Linked DNA regions of Zea mays: region 2 is linked to region 1. Evidence: chromatin contacts called from public Hi-C data. All regions are on one chromosome and are shown on one strand. Each heading gives the region's core, a stretch centred on a gene start, on an enhancer-like site or on the middle of the called end of the contact. The rest is flanking DNA. Distances are from core to core; before and after follow the strand shown. Region 1 holds the start of LOC100382256 (sugars will eventually be exported transporter4a). Region 2 has its middle 72 kb from the start of LOC103629915.

Evidence for each region. A called contact is a pair of places that touch in the nucleus more often than the background predicts.
Region 2: a contact with region 1 is called in a Hi-C map of leaf, with 2.4 times the contacts expected there. The contact joins the enhancer-like site here to the promoter of LOC100382256 in region 1. A contact is called at or near these places in 2 of 25 Hi-C or Micro-C datasets (both in leaf).

Annotation. Positions count from the first base shown.
Region 1 is chr5:129,543,251-129,545,763 of Zm-B73-REFERENCE-NAM-5.0, reverse strand. LOC100382256 (sugars will eventually be exported transporter4a) reads left to right here and starts at 1,259. Exons shown (of 5, transcript NM_001175008.1): 1 at 1,259-1,443; 2 at 1,968-2,004; 3 at 2,208-2,513. The coding sequence starts at 1,401.
Region 2 is chr5:130,067,921-130,070,433 of Zm-B73-REFERENCE-NAM-5.0, reverse strand. No RefSeq gene overlaps it. Among protein-coding and RNA genes, the nearest start is that of LOC103629915, 72 kb to the right of the region's middle. Within about 2 kb of position 1,258, at least 16 of the 20 cell types and tissues checked have an H3K27ac peak or open chromatin away from gene starts, as enhancers often do. A contact at or near this core is called in leaf, where this site is marked.

The DNA.
Region 1 (2,513 bases), core at 10-2,509:
CGATGAAGGCCCTGTTGTTTATCCTCTAGATTATATAATTCAGCTCAAATAAGTTAATAGACAAACGAACTACATAGATTATTAGGTGGATTATATAATCAAGATACTTAAATTATAATAATCTATAAATAGGTCATTAGATGCTTATATAATCTTATAAGCTGAATTATATAATCATATAAGGAAACAAACAGAACCCAAGTCGTTGGATGGATGGTTTTGCACCTCGAAACACTGTTGCGTGCCGGTTTATCCACAGGTTCAGCAACATAAATGGATGACGGTGTTCCTGTGCTGATATGCGATGTGGGAACGAAGGCAGCTTAATCTCCCAAGGTCTGCTGGTCGTCAGATGTTCGGTTGGGGCACCGCCAAACTCGTGCCAGAACGAGCGGGCGATTGGGCATCTGAAGATTATGTGATAGCTGTCTTCATCAGATTGTTGACACAGATCGCGAGTAGGGCTTATGTCCATGCCTTTTTTTTTTCTAATCAAGTTCCCCTTGTGGTTTTTATCAAGGAATATTTGTTAAATATCAAGGAATACAATGACTTTTACAAAATATGACTAATTTTACACAAAACAACCTCTAAAAGACACCATTACAAGGCTTTGAAGACCCTAGTACTGTCAATCTGCTAGAGGGTGTTATTATGTCCAATGTATGATGATGCTTTTGGTATGTATTCTGTCGTATTTTGTTTGTTGGTTGTACTGCAGATGATAAATACAAACTTGTAATAATGTCCACATGGCTGATGAGATTTTGTACGTGAGGCCGTTCGTGCCTAGTGTTGGTAGCTACGAAGAAAATTGTGCTTCTCCCGAGATGTGTAAACAAGATCGACTGAACCCCGACACGGTGCAAACGCTGTGATGCTGCACCTAACTTACAAGAGTGAAGAAAGAAACAGAGATGAAAAGGAAAAGAGGAACACGAGAGAGTTGGCCGGCTAGGTGTGGCTGGCTCCGATCCATTCTAGTTCCCTGAGTTGGGTGCCCGCTGTTATGTTAGATAGACCCACCGAGAGGAACAGTGTGTACACCGAAAAAAGGAGACGCTTGAGAGGGAGAGCTGATTACACAGCAGGATAGCGAGAGGGAGTCAGATAGAGATAGAGCTGGAGGCGAGGGCGGGCCCCGATACCCGCGGCCGGCCGTGGCCAGAGCGTTGGAGGGGAACCACCAGCCACCTCTATTCTATTTAAGCAGCCCCCCTGCTTCACTCGCTCATCACTCACCAAGAACCAGAGAGGAGCTTCATCAGCTCATTCAATTCTCGTTCCATCCCTCGTCTCTTGTGTCCCGCCTCCGTTCCATAATTCACCAGCGTCGTCCTACCCATATCTCCCATCGTCTTCTCCCTCGCGCCATCAGCTTCCCCAAGCCAGCGGCGACCATGATCTCCCCGGACACCATCCGCACGGCCATCGGCGTCATCGGTGAGTAATCGTCAATACCTGCGCGGACTGTACCGTACCGTACCGTACCTCTGCATAGAACGCGCATATACGCACAGAGCATGCTGCAACATGTATGCAGCAGAGAAGGCCAGCCTGGAGCCTGCTGGTTGCTTGCTGCCTCCCTTTGGTAGATGGCACTAGCAGGTCATGTGGGTTGCCGGGCTGTTTTCATGCTCCAGCCTTCCTGCCTGCACGCGCTCACTTCCTCCTTTATTAGTTTCTATCCACCTCTTTTTTTCCTTTTGCCAAGCTTTGCACATGCATGTCTAGAATTCCAGATGTCCTCGTCACAAGCTCTTTTTCATATCCTTGTCAATGAAGCCTTAACCTATTAATTCCCCGGGTTTCCTGGAGATCTAAACATTTTTGTTTCTCATACTAGCTTGGTCATGTTTTTTTTCACTACAGTATGATTCAATTGCAGAGTTCGTTCTTGCGTCAAGCTGGTTATTAAATATTCACCTCTCTGTTAATTTTTTGTTTTTGTCTACTATTTGTTGCAGGCAATGGAACTGCACTCGTGCTCTTCCTCTCCCCAGTGTAAGAATCAATTCATTCATTTTGTCTCTCAGTACAGTAAGAAACAAAAAAAAAAATAAGTTTTAAAAAACATGCAACAATATAATCATAGTACTAGCTAGTACGTGCGCATACATACATACAATTCGACAATTCGTACGACGTATGCATGGCATGTATGAATGCATATATAACACTCACATATATATACATGTGACGTACAGGCCTACGTTCATCCGCATCTGGAAGAAAGGGTCGGTGGAGCAGTACTCGCCGATCCCGTACGTGGCGACGCTGCTGAACTGCATGATGTGGGTGCTGTACGGGCTGCCGGCGGTGCACCCGCACAGCATGCTGGTGATCACCATCAACGGCACCGGCATGGCGATCCAGCTGACCTACGTGGCGCTCTTCCTCCTCTACTCGGTGGGGGCTGCGCGGCGCAAGGTGGTCCTGCTGCTGGCCGCCGAGGTGGGCTTCGTCGGCGCCGTCGCCGCGCTGGTGCTCAGCCTGGCGCACACGCACGAGCG
Region 2 (2,513 bases), core at 9-2,508, 520 kb before region 1:
TAATAGATTCCTTTTTTCTTTATAAAGTACATCTCTCCAAAGTTATATGAAGAGTTGGTATTCAAAACTTAGATCCAAAATTTTAAACTAACATTTTGGAACACAGAATAAAAGTAAGACTTTCAATCTATTTATTACTCCCTTTCTAAGCTATAAAGCACTCTTTATAAATATTTTAATAACACTTGGTAAGATTTTATATCAACTTATTCTAAATTAAATAAGTAATAAATGTTCGAATGTATTTTTCAATATTGATACACTCAAGAAGTAATATTTTTTTCTAAAAAATGAATAATGTATGAATTGTCCCTTATTGAGTTACATGTTTCAAAGCATGGATAAAATAATTAATGTATGTAAAGTAAACTCTGCATCCATGTTGAAGTTTTGATTATGTATTTAACGTGAGTTTGAAGTACAAAAGTGATCTAAATCTAAGATTAAATTCAAAATTTAGTTTTGGAAATTATTGGGGGAATAAGAAAACATAAAAAGAAAGAAAAAAAAGAAGACCTACACTACCTTGGCTGAATTCCCTCCCTGGCCCATTTACTACTCTTCTGTACCAGCCTGCTCAGCTTCCGTGCCGACATGTGGGGCCCACCCATCATAGGCCGCTCCCGCCACATCTACACTGGACGCACGCCGTGACACCGGCCATTGGGCCCGCACCGTCAGCGTCAACCTCAAACCCACCAATGTCGGGATCTGTCGCAAACGCATGCCGTGGTTCCCGCGTTGCTCTGCTACCGGTCTTGCGGATTCCTTGGCCCCGACAGATAACTACTGAGCACAGCACCCCCTAGTTGTCTTCATCACGGGAGAGCACCATGAACCAAGGGCTCACGTAGAGAGAGAACAGAGAGGGTCCCGACCACCGCCACCGTCGCTAGTTGAGCACAGCGTAGATTGGTGACTTACGTGCGATGTGGGAGGTGTGCTAGGAGGTGGTGAACATGGGGAACTACATCGCTGAGCGCAGGAGACTGTGAAGGCATGGCGATTTCTCGCCGGATCTTCTCCACCGCCGCTGTGCCGCATGATGCCGTGTCTAGGAATTGTCGACTCCTCACCCGCCGGTACGTCACCCTGATCTAGTCTGCTGGGTTCACCACTACGCATGAGATGGGGCATTGCTATGCGAAATCGCAACGCTCCGACATACCCTCCGCCGTGCTTGCGGGGCGGCGCTGCCTGGGAGGCATCGTGGGAAGGAGGAGAGCGCGGTGGCCGTCCGCCCTTGATTGACGGTCTGGATTAAATATGAGGGTACCATGTCAGTGTTCAAAGCAGGTGCGTTGGATTCGAATCGGAGGATCATGGGTGGATCTCGTTTTAATTAAATCCTCACCGCAAATCTCACAATCAACGGCCGATAGCGCAACCGGTTCACTTGGATGAATGGTCTAATCTGTGCCGATGATTTAGATCTGAGCGGCCCATAATAAATCATACCCCTTCGCCGCACGCCTCTTTACATAAAAGCCCTTGAGGAACTCAAATACTAATCCACCGTCCATGGCTATAATGGAATCCTTACATTTAGGTCCCAGAATTTTGTAAAATAGCCCCTAACTTTATAAAGGAATTCTAGAAATTGATTTATAATATAAAAATAAATACAAAGGGTTAAAAAATCTCTTTCGCGTTTTAACTCCGATTTAACCCGTTCAAGTTGCATTAGCTTCGTAATAAAATTGTCTACGCAGTGGCGACATTATTTGTACCATAAAGCATATTTTTATAAATAAATATTGGTTTAGCCTATGATTAGTAGTTTAATCCTCTTGACCAAAGTTAATCTGGTCCATGATGATAATTTGACTAAGATATTGTTGGGGGCCTTCGTCTCCCGAAGGTCCTCAAAAACATGATTTAACAATGTTTCCCAAGTGTAATATATGAATAGGCACCTTCGGACTCGGGTTAAAATCGTACACGATGTGGAAAGCATGGTCGAGACGAAGGTTGATGCTGCTCCGAAGCTACGCGCAAGGGAGCTTCGGCTCAGCAGTAAAAAAAGGAACCGACCTAAAGGGGAAAATGCTATCTAATCCTCGTTGGGTTGTCCATGAGTCAATAGTAAATATAAAGGGCATAAATGTAATTTTACACAGGCTGCGTCCTGTGCCTATAAATAGATGAACAGTACCCTGTACTGTTCACGCTGACTTGTACTCGCTCGTGCATCACGCTTGTACCTTTGCCTTCTGTCAAACCGAAGGTATAAATGTAATTCAATATAGTTCTTATCCATTCATGATTATATAATAAAAGATATATTAACAGTGTCATATGATTATTCATGTTATTTCTCATGTTTCATATGCTTCGTCTTTCATTGATATATGTTGTGATGATGAAGGTACGTCCTTCATGACTTTTGTTCGAAGATCGTTATGTCCTTAGGGAAATAATACTTCGAAGGACGAAGGGCATTAACCATTAACCTATTTTTGTGTTGCCTTGTTCTTAATTCATAGCATTTGAGAACAAGTCTGCAACATTGG